Regions from separate parts of the Pan troglodytes genome. Here region 2 is linked to region 1. Evidence: chromatin contacts called from public Hi-C data. All regions are on one chromosome and are shown on one strand. Each heading gives the region's core, a stretch centred on a gene start, on an enhancer-like site or on the middle of the called end of the contact. The rest is flanking DNA. Distances are from core to core; before and after follow the strand shown.

Region 1 (7,418 bases), core at 3,321-5,820:
GGCTGGGAAAGGCAGACCCACCCTTAATCTGGGTAGACACAATCTAATCATCTGCCAGCTTGGCTAGAATATAAGCAGGCAGAAAAATGCGAAAAGTGAGACTGACCTAGCCTCCCAGACTGCATCTCTCTCCCATGCTGGATGCTCCCTGCCCTTGAATATCAGACTCCAAGTTCTTCATTGTTGGAACTCGGACTGGCTCTCCTTGCTCCTCAACTTACAGACAGCCTATTGTGGGACCCTGTGATCCTGTGAGTTAATACTTAATAAACTCCCATATATATATATATATGGCATATATATATATAACATATATATATATAACTCCCATATATATAAATATATATAATTCCATTAGTTCTGTCTCTTTAGAGAGCCCTAATACAGCATTGCTCTAAAAGCTTTACTTAGTTGATGCTTACTAAATTCTCCCAAAAACTCTATATGTGCATTATTACCCCTCCCATTTTATAAATAAGAAAACCAAAGCACAAAGAGCTAAGCAATTTACCTAAGACTACATAGTTGATAAATGGCAGAGCTTGGATTATGAAACTAAATGTCTGGCTGCAGAGTCCATGAACTTAATAGTTAATAACCTGGATACATGTTTTTGGTCTATTGTCAAGTGAAAAAAAGCAGGTTAAATGATGTTGTGCATGATATCACCCTATTTTTGTTAGAAAATGGTTTGTATAAAAATGACATCAATTATCTCTGGATGGAAGAATTGGTGGCTATTTTCGTCTTACATGCCATTAATATTTAAAATATACTATCATTTTCCTAATCATTATCCAAACAAGAAAAAAATCCATGTTAATATAAAATATATAATGTATACAATGAGTCAAATAGGTTGGTTTTGTGATTGTAAAGATGTGATTATTATGCATCCTATGCCTGTATCGAAATGTCTCCTGTACCCCATAAATATATACATCTACTATGTACCCACAAAAATCTTCAAGAGAACTAATTGTTGCTTTCATGCTTTTAAACTAATGAATGGAGGCAATAAAACTCAGTGAAATTGTTTAGCAGAGTTGCAACGCCAAGGTTGAGCTTTTGGTGTAGCTGAAGTGATTGAGTGTTAGCAGTCTGTAACCTGGTTCACTCAGTGGCTGTGTGCCTACTGCATTGCATGAGTTGTTCTGAGAGATAAATGAGATAATAGATCTGAAACAACCTTGAAAAGTACTTTAAAACAGTATGGGAAGGTGAGGCAGATGGAGGTGTGGAATATGCAGCACATTTTCCCCATAGAAACAAGGCAATTCACAATACTTATGTCACCATATTAGTCAACAAAAGGTCTAACACCTTATATAGCAAAACAGTTTATGACCTTATTTCTAAGTGAAAATGCAATCAACATTCAAATTGGAGACATCTCTCTCCTTCACACACGTCTGTGGAACTGTTGGGATTCTCTTTTTAGTCTCTTCTACTAAGACACTCAGTTCCAGGAATAATAGAAAACAGAATAGGAAGTGCATAGCCACATTAAGTTATAGAATTGCATCTATAACTAGGGTGCCCTTTCATAAGTCAGGCATTGCCTATACTGTATGTAAAGGATGTGATGCCAATTTAGAGATAAAATATGTGTGATTATTCTTCTAAATATTTTTGTCATCACTTTCGTATGGAATTCTAAAAGAATGACAGGGAAGTATATTGAAATAAAGGAGTGTGGTACAGTAGTTCGAAAAGCGAATTTTGGTGTCTTATAATCATGCCCTTCAAATTCTAATTCTGCCGCCAAGAACATGTGCATCCGTGATAAAAATATTTGATTTCTCTCTGAGTTTGTATATCTTTAGAATGTGCATTGTATCAACTCATGTGTTTCCTGTGAGGAATGAATGAGACGATGCAGGTTTAGTACATAAGGCAGTAGTTGCACATAGTGAAGTCTCAACATTGTTTGTAGTTCACACTTCTGAGTACACTGTGCCAATGACGTCAGATGAGGTATAAAAGCCCCTGGAGACTGCCTGAGGTTGGGATTCTCAAGAGGCAGGCTCTGACACAAGGATTTGAGTGGTTTATTTCAGAGGTGATCCCAGGAAGCAGTGGTATGAAAGTAGGGAGATGAGGCATGGAAGGGAAGGAAGCCAATTCAGAGCGCATGAATGAGCCAGTTACTGCTGTGGACACCTACGGCTCAATCTCGGTGGGGACCTTAATGGTGTAGACTAGAACATGTCTGACGGTTTCCCATATGAGGATTGAAGAAGCTGGGGTATTTATCCTCCAATTCCCATCCATTATTGCGTGAGGTAGCTCTTAGGGCTGGAACCTTATTGTTCAGTCAAGCACCTCCAATGGCTAGAAAACAGACTGTCCCAAGTGATTACAAAAACGCAAGCATGGACTGAAAGGGCACAGTCCAAGAACTATGGTGGGGCACTGCTGGAGTCAGCTACAGCTAGCATTCTGCTTTCCTATACAACCTAAAGATTACTCAGGCTATTGCTGGTTGCAGGGAAACGTCTGCAGGATTATGGAGGGATCCATATAAATGTGTTGTTCCTATGATAAATTTGAGGAGGTAATAGAATGCTTTTGACAGTATGGCAGCAGCTTCTTCAACAGTCAATTAACTTACAGCTTTCTGTTTGGCAATGCAAAATACCCATAACCCTAGCAGGTACAGGACAGCTAATGTGTATAAAGACAGAAGAGCAACTAAGAGAAACATTTTCCACTAGATAACTCTGGCTTCAGTTTTACCAAAGGTTGTGGAACTATTACCTTCCAGGCTTTGCAGTGCCTAAGAGCACATATTGGGCTCTTGGGAATTTTATTAAACATTGAAAGACACTTTTCAGAAGAAAAGCCCCTTTACAAATGGGGCGATTAAAACCAGACATTCTCATTATAGCAATAAAATATCTGTGCTCCATAAATTTAACAAAGTTAATCCCTTTTTGGCTCCCTAGGACTGACGAATCGTTTCTGAAAATTCAGTGCCAGGCTCTGGAGAATAGTCTCTCTGCTCTATTCAATTTATTTGTATTTAGTCATTCTGATACGTCATAATGTTTATTCAAAGGAAGCAATCATTCGGGATCCTTATTTGTGGTTCCCAGCATAACTTTATCCTGTATAAATGCCATTTTTCTCAGTAGGCGCCAAGTTCCAGTTGCTACAGAGAGCTCTCTGCTTGATGTGGCTTCGTCATCTTAATCTCTTAAGAAGGGTGCTAGGGAGCTGTTTGCTATTTAGCTCCCTAAACCATCCTCTTATCAATCGCGACACTTCACCCCAATGAGTCAGTTCCTCAATGGATCTCAACAAATAATCTTCACTTCCTGGAAAAGTTAGGGTTGCTTTCCTTAGCTGCCAGGGCTGAAAAGGAAACTTGGTCCTAAATATCCACGCCCCAGGGGCAGCCACTTGGGCCAGCATGTTGCGCCCTTCAGCTTTCCGCCCGCAGGTGGCAGCAGCGGGCTCCGAAGCCTGTCTCTGCAGGTAGCAGCCGCTTCACAGCTTCAGGCCGGTGCTCAGCGGAGGCTGGTGCATCTCCACTAGGAATCCACACCCAGCTGGGACTGCTGTGAAGCTGAAGTAACTGAGTATTAAACTAGTCTCCGACTCTTTAATATTTTAAGTGAAAACAAACAACAGTTTGAAGCAGCAACAGCAACTCATTGCATCCCTATTCCCTCCGGTTGCTAATTTTTCCCAACTCCAGCAGCAACTCGGTCCCCTTCCCCAAGCAGGGTCGGCTCCGTAGCTCTCCGCGCTCCGACCCTTCAGATCCTCGGGAGCCCAGGGGAGCCAGGTGCTGGGCGGTGCGTCCGGTGCCGCCGCGCCCCTTCTCGCCACCTCTGGCCTCTCCGCCACTCGGGCTTTCCGGCCGCTCTGGATGCCTCGGTTGCACCCCTGTTCCATGACCCCAGCCTCCTTCCCTAATCCTCCTCCTCTTCGTCCCTTCTCCCCCGAGCGCGCGCGCACACACACACACTCGGTTCGCTCCCGCGGAGTGGCTCTGGGAGCACGACCGACTTCAGCTCAGCAAACCGCGGTCATGCCGCCCAGACTCCTCGCCCCGAGGCCCCGGTCCCCGCCGCCGCCGCTTTCGCGCCGCTCCTTTCCGCCTAGACACCGCCGCCTGCGGCCGCCTGGGCGGCAGCCCCTGCGGTCCTCAAAGTTGGCCCCCTGGGAGGGGGCGGCAGGGAGCAGGTTGAAGGATTTGTTGTAGGAGGAGGATTCACACATCTGGGCGAAGGGAGGGGCAGCGCCGCTGCTGGGACGCGGCGCGGACCCGCATCATTGCGCGCAGCAGCCGCTGCAGCAGCCGCCGGGGACCGCGGAGCCCGGACGCCCCCGCTCGGCCCGCGCCCCGCTCCCCGCCCCACCCCCGCCCGCCGGGCCCAGCAACGCAGGGTGCCTAGGAGCCGCGGGCTGCGCAGGGAGGCGGGCAGCGGCCCTCGCGCGCTTCTGCCGCCCCCGGAGCCGGCGCGCGGCGAGCGCAGGGCGAGCGCGCGTCGGGCGGCGGCCGCGCTGGGGGGCGTGAGGCGAGCGGCGCGGAGAGCGGCAGGGGCGAAACTTCGCGGGCCAGATGCCCGAGGGCGCGGCGGCACTGCCAGGCTGCCGCTGCTGCCCCTGCGGGCCCCGGGCGCGTCTCCGCAGGCGGCACTGCCCGCGGCGCGGCGTGTGCACCGAGCGAGTGAAGGTATGTGTGGCGGGCGCGGCTGGAGCTGCCGCCGCCGCCGCCGCCGCGCCAGCAGGTCCTAATGCCTGTCACTTCCCAGGACGCTGGCAGCAGCAGCAGCCCGGAGCCCCCGAGCCCTCGGCAGGTTTGCGTGTCCTTCCCCGCGATCTGATTGGATAAAGTGGGGGCTCGACGGTGGCCGACGTGGGACAGTCTGGCTGTGGCAGGGGTCTCGGAAACCATGGGTTATTGCAGTGGCAGGTGCACGCTTATCTTTATCTGTGGCATGCAACTGGTAAGTGACACTTGGGTCCCCTTATTCTGTAATGTGTCTTTGAGATAGTGGGCAGGGGAGTGCAGCAAAGGGTCTGCCATTGACTAGAATGGACGAAAAAGATAAAAGAGAAGGTGACAGATAATATTGCCTATATTGAAGATGATTTCAGGGAGACGCACTCTGGGGTACAGGAGAGGTGAGCCTTTCCGTTCCCACCTATTTCTGTCCCTCTTAAGACAGTTTGGCAGGTGCGGGTTAAACTTGTCTTTAATTTCTTTAGGAAAAGCAAGATGTAGCTCTTGTTCTTTATGCTTTGCATTCCTATTCATGTAACAACGTGATTGTCACCTACAATTTACCGTACAGGTGTTAAACAGAGAAATACGGAATTTTGGACTTTTCTTCTCTATACTAATTTTGCAGTATCTTTGTTTCTTCATAGACATGTTTTTTTTCTTTTTTTAAGGAAAATGTTGTCTTTAAGTATAATGCTCTAAAAAAACCACTGTTTAGGGCACATGGTATCCTTACAACAGTCTAATTTAGACTGTTTGAGTTTTAGCCACATTGAGTTTTTAAAGTATGCAGATTGAACAAAAATACTTAGGTGAACTCAGCAACACCATTGTCATAGACGGAACCAGTAACCTTTAAATCACAATTAACACAGACAATTCCAAGAAAAAATATTCTGTCTTACATTATGCATATTATTGCTCCTGAAATAGATACTGTTGTCTGATCCTATAGGATGGAGAATTGTATGTACTTTTTGAGGAATGTTGTACAGTTGCAAAGAGGCAAGGAACCAATAATGGAAAACGTCATGTCTCTGAATTTCAATTCCCTAAGGGCAATGGAAGGAGGGTCTGAGTAGAGGGTTGAGAGGTGAAAAATATACCACTCTAAGTGGTTAATTTGAGGTAGGAGCTACTTGCTCACACTTGTCATTAAATATATTTCCTTAGAAAGTATAAATTAACTGGAATAGTCATGTACGTTTTCAACAACTGTTTCATAAAGGTTAAAGTGACTACAAGGCAGAAGATGTTTAAGTGTCCAATCAGTAAAGTGTTCAAAAGAGCAAGGATTTGCCATTGAAACTGGCAGAGGAATTCCTTAAGTGTTCTTGTTTATCAGTTGTCGTGAAGCCCATGAGTGTTAGTTATTGCTGCTTTGTGTAATATTAGCTGAAACAGTGCTTTTTGTTGTGTGTTGTCTTAGGATGTTTTTCTTTCCCATGAAAGTTATCTGATGGTGTCTATTTTGATCTGTGATTTATGCGCTTATGCACTTGGTTGTAAGACAAAGATGGAACTATAAATGTAATTTTCAGAATGTGGTAGTTTCTCAATGATGTGTAAACCAGTTTATTTTTCTGTACCACAGATTCATATAAGTTTTGCAATGAAGGATTTTTACTCTTAATAATAAAGCTAACCAAAACAATGAGGGAGTTTACTTTGTTAAACAACCCATTAGGCTAAGTCTGCCAAACTGTATAAAGGTTTTCAAAACATTCTTATTTTTATATATTATTCAGAAAAAGAATACATTTGCTGATTCACTGTGTGAAAGCATAAAAATGTGAGAATGAGTGGGTGTGTAGATCATTCTTATGCTCTTTTCGATTTAAAATTTGAAAAATGTGATTTAACTTCTAATCACGTAATATAATAGGGCTTTCTTATGGCAAATGTATGCACTAGGTCTATATGACATTTTGTGTGATGAATACAAACTCCTCAAGAACTTGATTTTAGAAAAACATAAATATACCAGTAGGGAAGCTATCTATTCAAAGTAGAATGATAAAGCTAAAGGTTCCTTTGTGTTTTTATGTGCTCACATATGTGTGTATGTACATATGCTCTTGAGTACATGCATGCATCCATACATACAATGGTGTCTTGGAGAGTTGCACCATCACTTATGAAACAGAAATTCTGAATTATAATTAAGTTCTCTAACAGAGTAGATGTAGCTGTAATACAGAAGAGCACAATCTAAGTAAGTGTATATTGGAATCCTAAGGAGTTTTTATATTATATGAGAATCATGTGATTTTTCCCATTCAGACTTTATGTGCCACCAGGCTAATATAATTAGCAGCCATGTTAATGCAGATGCAGAACAAAAAACAAAGGACAAAGAAAATGCAATTGTTTTGATAGGGTGAAATGATCACACCTTAAAGGACCTCAGAGATTCTTGGTAATTGTTGCTTTTTGGAAATACAGTATTTGATTTTAAATAAAATAATTCTTTTGCAAATTAATAGTTGCAAAGCCCTGCACTAAAAAATAGGTGGGTGTGTATGTTTTCCTTTGCTCTCAATAGATTTTTAAAAACTTTTTATGTCTTTGCGCTATTATGAGTAGATTGTTTTACAAATAAACCAGGTTTCTAGACTAAGTTATGACTCATGTACCATTGACTGAAATAAAAGTTAACCCAGTTTTGTTTACTTCTCAA
Region 2 (7,418 bases), core at 3,670-6,169, 990 kb after region 1:
ACAGAGATGGGAGATTGGAGATGGAAATGATTTTAAAATGTGGCTAACTTGACCATTCTCTTTTTTATGATCCCTTTATTAGGTATTGATAACTAACCAGTTTTACCCAAGACTACAAATCCCCAAAATCAACAATTTGTAATAGTTGCTAAGATTCTTATAAAAACTGACTTCAGATTAATTCAGAGAATTTGTCTTTGGGAAACCAAATGTCCATCTGTCCTTTTTGTTCCTACTATTTGACACAAATGGCTAGAACTCTAACTATGTCAAAGTCTCAACATTGAGACATATTGCTTGATCCAGAGTTTAGATCACAGTACCCTCTTACAATCCTCCCAGTGGCTCTGTTGTTCTCTGCTCTCCGAAACATGGAGGGTAGAAGGTTTCATTCCATCCCTGCCCCTAAGGATCTAAAACAGGAGAACTGGGGAAAGTACTTCTATTCTCTGAGGGTACTATCATGAATAATTGCCTATGTAGTTACATTTACTCTGAGGAAAAATCAGAATTGGGAATCATCTTTCTTGGTTTCAAAAAATATTTATAATGTTGAGTTTTTGAAACAGTAAGGAAAGAGGAAGGTGAGAATATGGTGATTTGAGGAAAACATCCAAAGATAAATATATGTTTCTTCTTCCCTTTCCAATTATACTGGAAAGGAAGAGGCAATATCAAGTGATTAATGTAGAAGAGGCACTTTTCAATCACACTCATACATGATATAAAATCAGAAGTATACAGTATATAATTTATTTCATATATAAAAGGAAATAATGGTCCTTTCACTAAATAAGCATTTGTAAAATATTCCTCAGTATTTCAAGTGCTATGTCAGCCTTTGGAGATTTTAGGATGAGTCATACATAATATTTTACCTGTAGGAACTTGCCAACTAGTAGGGTAAAACAAACATATGAGCAAATAAGTATGAAACTGTGTAGTGCACGCTGTGGGTAAAGAGAAGAAAGAGATCAGGAGAAGGTTTATAGAGAACAGTTTTGAGCTTGATCTAGAAAGATGAATAGATCTTTATTGTGTAGCTGGTATGGAAGTGAGGGGTGGTCCCAGGCAAAAGGTGAAAAAGCATATCACGGCCAGATTAATGTGACTGAATTTGTTTCCTGTGCTACAGGTAGACAGCTGGAGAAAATTGGAAAAACAAGTATGGGTGAGATAGTAGAAAAATGGGTATGAAAGATTAAGGAGTTTGGGCTTTATATAATAAAATCACAGATGAAAGAGCAGGTAGCTTATAAAAAGAGATTAACATAATCAAAAATGTACTTTAGAAAAAATACATTAGCATCATTATAAAGAAGAGACTCAAGAGGGGGAAAGATTAGGGAAAAGAGAACTAGTTAAGACACCATGCAAGTGAGACATGAGATAATGTGAATCTGGACAAGGATCAGTATTGGAGATAGAGAGGATAGATGTGCCATGAGACATGCCGAAATGACATGATTAGTGGGCAATGGTGGGTACTGTGATAAGGGAGAAAGAGGAGACTGTTAGATTACTGGGTATCTGATGCAAGTGAATGGGTAGATGGAATTGCCACTTGTGAAGAAAAATGGGAATAAGATCACTAGTTCAGTTTGCACAGGTTGAGTTTGAGGTACCTAGCGCCTATACAAGAGAAGACATCCAGTAAGCACTTGTCTTATACAGAAAAGATTTATTCAAAGATTAGGAAAGGCAAAATATATACGGATTTTAAAATGTGTGGACCAAACAAACTATGTAAGTTCATTGAGATATTACCATTCAGTGTCTGTGTGCCAAATCCCTGATGAAGGGGAAGTCCCCAGTTGATTTTCATATGGAAGTTGGGCTTTCTCTGGGCTATGTTGTTTGATTTCATTTCACAATGATACCAGTGCGTTTTTATCTTCAGACAATACTTACTGACATACCATGTCTCCTACATGCATTATCAGTATTTTACCAGAATAGCACCTCTCAAAGGAAATCTCAGAAATGCTAGTTCCACAAGACATACTGCTCAAAAAAAAAAAAAAAAAAAAAAAGATTCCAAAGCCAAGTAAGTTTGACACTGAAAATTTAGAATGCACATTTATATATTAACATTTCTGAGAGTACTGCCAGAAAAAAGTATGTCCTTTTTTTTGTTTTCTAACCCACAGTTTTGTTTTAATCACATTACCTTGAGGCCAGATACAGATCAAAGAGAAAAACCAGAAAGAGTTCTAAGGCTTGATTATATCCACAGTTCCCTGGGGAGAATACCACATGCCCCACAGGGGAAGGAGTGGGGTCAGCCATGAGGCAGAGAGAGAGCAGAACCTTTAGTTCAAATCCTACAAGAAGAAATGGATGAGGCAGGGTAGGAAGGCTTATTAGGATAGGTTAGCTATGTTGCAAAGTTGCGCCCCATGAAATTCATGTTCACTGTGACTATTAATGCATAGGTTTAGAGCTATCTAAAGTCTCCACATGTTTTTTGGGGATGAGCCAGGGCTTACTTGGAAAAAGCTAGTGGTCATTTTGTAGATGTTAAAGCATCAATTTATAGAAATTAAAAGTATGGTTAATGCAAGTCTCCCAAAATATTTGAACACAAGACTCCTGTTTTTCATCAACCCCCGCCCCTCTCCAACCTGGACACCTCCAGAAAAAAGCACTTGATATTCTGGAGAATTCTTCTAAGGGAATTCTGCCCTAAATCAAGTTTTGGCCAAAGCAATGTAAATTCAAGGAGATTCAAAGTCACCAATATCTGTTGAAAGATCAAGTTATCTCTCAATCATCTAATAAGGCTTTTTCCCCTGAAAGACTCCAAAAAATAACATATATGTTTTTATGTGTATCTTGACCACACACCACATCTGCCTTTATTAATCCAAAACACAAGCAGACTTCTCAAAGACACGTTTTATCATGTTAGTCTTATTGCTCAGTGCGCAAAATATGAACTCTTCTAAATTTTTATATACAAGTAGACTGACGCTTGCCTCAGATGTTCATGGGACTAGTAAACAGGTGGGAGGAGATGTTCATTTGGGCTGGCTGTCTGTCCAGTTGTCTTTGGTTACTTTCAGTTAGGTTCATTTACTTGTAGTCATTCACACCTAGACAGTTATGAGTATCTTTTGGTTACAATGCTTTGGGTTGATATTCTCTGTATGTAATCACTTGCCTGATGTTTATCCTCAGACGATGCCTGGACATATGACTTCCGATCCATAGAGTAAAAAAGGTTTGACATTTCTGTATCATTTTGGTAATTATATTACAAAAAATTATCCTGATCCTTAAAAAGTTGGGTGAAAGGTTAAAATAAAACCACTCTCAAGCAAACCCTGAAACATGGGAGGGATTTAATGTACATGTTAACACTGAGAGGGTCTCTATGTGCCTATTTTTGCCCAGTGTGGATTTGCAATAATGCATCATTATTTGCAGTGAAACATAGTGGCAGGAGTAGGTGCTAGCTACCTGCTTGCCAAATTGGTTAAGTTTCCATTACTAAGAGCCTTATAAGGAACAGAGGACAGTTTTGGCTCTGTAGCTTGTGCTTAGAATGGCTGTGGAGATAAGGGCCCAATGATGGCAATTGGACAAAATGTTCTTGAAGTTAACATGAAGCTGATCAGTTATGTGCTCAGTTCTGATACCTCAGCTTCACAGCAACAGGTGTATCCAGGAAACTTCAGAGGAAAGAGGCAGAAACCTCCAGGAAGCAATGGAGAGGGTTTGAGCTCAATGAGCAAAGACTCAAGCCTAGACCCAATGAAATACCAATAAATCATCATTGAAACAGAGAGTTAGGCTCATGAACATCAAATGCCTGGGAACTTTTTTCCCTTATGTATCCTTTTAAGCAGTATCTCATTACTCTTCCAGGGCCCAGTTTGATTGATATTTATAGAGATACTGTTTTAGTTCCTTTGGGGTACTATAGCAACATATTATAAGTAAGGTGGCTTATAAATGACAGAAATTTATTTCTCACAGTTTTGGGGGCTGGAAAGTCCATCAAGGTAACGGCAGATATGGCTTCTAGTGAGGGCTGGTTTCCTTGCTCATAGGTGATACCTTCTTGCTGTAGCCTCACATGTGGAAAAGAGGCAAGGCAGCCCTCCGGGGCCTCTTTTAGAAGGTCACTAATCCCATTTCTGAGGGCTCCACTGTCATGACATAACCACCTCCTACAGGCCCTACCTCCTAACACCATTACATTGGTGATTATGTTTCAAAATATGAATTGGGGAGGGACACTAACATTTACATCATAGCAGACACTATATTGCAAGGGTTTCTGTTTTTTTCCATTGAAAAAAATCTGGACCTTGAAGTTTACATCTCTGACCCTTTAGTTATCTAAGCCAGAGCCACAGTTTGGCAGGCCAGCTGGTTGTGCAGACTCACAGGGTGTCACTGCCATCTGCTGTACCTACCAGGAGATGACAGCAACCCTCAGAGCAGAGATCCCAAATTAGATGTGACACTCCTTCCCCCATGAATTAGTTAGCTAGGGATGCCATAAAAACATACCACAGACATAGTGGCTTAAACAACAGAAATTTGCTCTCCAAAATCTAGGTGTTAGAAACCTCAGGTTTGGTTTATCCTGAGGCCTCTGTCTTTGCCTTGTAGACGGCACTTTCTGTTGGATTAGGGCCCTATCCTTATGACCCCATTTAACCTTCATTACCTCTTCAAAGGGCCAATTTCCAAATATAGTCAGGCATATTAGGAGTTAGGCCTTCAACATATGAATTTGAGGGGGATCACAATTCAGTCCACATCCAAATACACACACACGCACACACACTCCACGTGTGTCCTGGACACTTGAAAATATCTGTGGGGCACAGATTGAGGATAGATGCAGCTCACTGGCCCATCAGATGCCTGTGGGTAAGAGGCTTCAGGGCTGTATTGCTGCCAGGCCAGCTCCATACTGACTGCCACCAGGCAGGAATTCCCGCTCAAGATCTCCTGCTGTGGGGTGATCTGCCTCTAGATGAGTAGCTTCTCACCAGGATAAAAGCTGAGGTCCCTGCTCTAGAGGATGTGGCTTGACCTTAGAACCCTATTTGAGTGGGCCACCTTAACAACATACTTTCATATATTTGTTCATGAAAAGGCAGTGATACATCTTGGGAGAAAAGGCTTTCTCCAGGAAAGCAGGCATCTCGCTGTGCTGTCTTTGTGGCAGGGCTCTCTGCTGTCTCATCTGTCACCAGCCATGCAGAGCTTTCCTTATGGCCTCCCGTCTTCTATTCCCCTCTACTTGTTCTCTTTTACACTATTCTGTAAAGAAAGAAAATGTTTGGAGATTCCTGGTCGGGTGTGCCTTTTATTATAAATGTGGCTCTTCTGTCTCACTTCATCCTCGGTTTATTCCCCACTGCAGTTGGATGTCCACTCACAGTGATAGAAGCAGGAATTGTCCTCAGTGCTTTATTAGCACTGTTCGACGTGGCAATTAAAAGGAAGCCATGCAGCCACGGAAAATATTGCTAATCCATGTTAGCAAAAAAAAAAAAAAAAAAAAAGAAATCATCATATGACTTCTCAATTTTTATTACTTCTCAATTTTTATTATGTATTCTTGTAAATCATTGGCTTAATAGTTAAACTAAAACTAAATGTTGGTCCTCTAGCAAATGGGTTCATTTTACTAAGTAGTCATTTTCTTTGCTAAAAGAGATTCAATGTATTTGCAAATGTTGTTTAATGATGAAATCATCTAGAGAGAGACATGGAATATCATTTAAAAAATAATATCCTAAGGGACTTATTTTGAAATCAATGCAGAAAAATGAATTCAAGATGCTTAAACTTGGAGTTAGACACATGCATATTTACACCAACCAAGCACAAATGCATCAAAACCTGTCCTGAATTCCTCAAAATCAACTGGCCTTGGGATAAAAGTCACAATCAATTTATTGAATCTTTCATTTGAAAAGAAAACCACAGGAAATTATTCACTTCTCTGGGGCTAATAATTTTCTGTTATTTTTGTTTGATTTTTCTTCTAAAGCCTGCTGGCCCACACTTCTGTATATTGAATTCCATTCTGTATGTTTTTATCATTTCTCCAGTTTGTAAGGATCATTGGATTTGAATGCAGTTCTTTGAGCACAATCGCATACTCTCAACCATGGGGGAGGGTAGACATGGGAGCAGGGAAAACTATTTCCCCTTGAAAAAAAATATTTGTTTCTTCCTGTCTATAAAGGAATGCAGAAAGCATAGACAATACAGATAAATAAAAAAAGGAAAATTAAAATAACCCCATAATTCTGAGTTCTGATACTCAGTTCAAATTTTGGTATATTATGTGCCTGCCTGCCTGCCTCCCTTCTTACCTTCCTTCCTTCCTTCCTCCCTTCCCTTTTTCCTTCCTTTCATCCTCTCTTCTTTTCTTCCTTTCTTCTTATCTATCTATTATCTATCTATCTATCTATCTATCTATCATCTAACTGCATTCCTCCCATCTGATTGTTAGGGCCATATCATACATTCTGTTTGGTAGTCTGAGCTTTCTTTCACATTTATAAATCACTCTTCAAACATAACCTAAGAGGAGACGATTAGAAGTTCAGAAAAGGTGCCAAGTTCTTGGGTGCCAGGTTGACAGGGAGAATTGTGAGAAGAATATGTTATTTTACTTATCTGGCATCATACTGAAGCAATCAAGTAAAATTTAACATAATCTTAGTATCTTACTAATTTATCTTCTCTTGATAACATTTGTCTTATGAATTTGATGGTGACTGACTGAAAAAATTTTGTCCATATCTGCCAGTTTCCCACTAAACCAAAACTTGGTATTTATTTTGTTATCTCTGAACAGGATCACAAAGCCTGAAGACCCAGGCTTTGCACGCCACTAATCTCTCGCTATGCCTACAGAATCCTAGTGGGGCCAAGGTGAAAAAGGTGTCATCTTTCACCTTTCCTTCCCATTCCCCCCTCTGCCCAAAGCACAGAAGTTACTGCATTTATTTAATTTAATTTCGATTTGTTCTGCTTATGATTTGTTTTGAACTATGAGTTGTACTGGGTTAAAAATGATGGAAACCTGCCTACTGCTCTATTTCAGCACTTTAATTTTATAGGCCCAGAAAGATTAAATGACTTGCCCAAAGCCACTAGCTCATTCATGACCTTCCGACATTCAAATACAGTACACACTGATTCACTCAGGATGGAAGAATAGTAGGAGACACCACCAAGATCCACCCCGTCTTGTTCCCTGCTGTATCCTTAGCATCTACCAAATCCTCAACCTAGAAGAGGACTCAGGAAGTATTTGCAAAATAAATGAATGAATCAATTGGATCTCCACAAACATTCCTTGACCTTTATGGAAACTGCCAAGGAAATATGACATCTCCTCAGAATTCAATGTATTCCGAGTAAATGAATAAGTAATT

The links. A called contact is a pair of places that touch in the nucleus more often than the background predicts.
Region 2: a contact with region 1 is called in a Hi-C map of induced pluripotent stem cells, with 2.8 times the contacts expected there. The contact joins the enhancer-like site here to the promoter of NKAIN2 in region 1. A contact is called at or near these places in 2 of 7 Hi-C or Micro-C datasets (both in induced pluripotent stem cells) and 1 of 1 datasets of contacts at active chromatin or transcription factors (stem cell-derived excitatory neurons).

Annotation. Positions count from the first base shown.
Region 1 is chr5:135,677,898-135,685,315 of NHGRI_mPanTro3-v2.0_pri, forward strand. It overlaps NKAIN2 (sodium/potassium transporting ATPase interacting 2), which reads left to right and starts at 4,571. Exons shown (of 8, transcript XM_063813414.1): 1 at 4,571-4,961.
Region 2 is chr5:136,671,117-136,678,534 of NHGRI_mPanTro3-v2.0_pri, forward strand. All of the region lies in intron 6 of NKAIN2 (sodium/potassium transporting ATPase interacting 2), which reads left to right. The region is part of intron 7 of LOC104006968 (a long non-coding RNA gene); the gene reads right to left. Among named protein-coding and RNA genes, the nearest start is that of RNF217, 170 kb to the right of the region's middle. Within about 2 kb of position 4,920, at least 2 of the 24 cell types and tissues checked have an H3K27ac peak or open chromatin away from gene starts, as enhancers often do. A contact at or near this core is called in induced pluripotent stem cells, where this site is marked.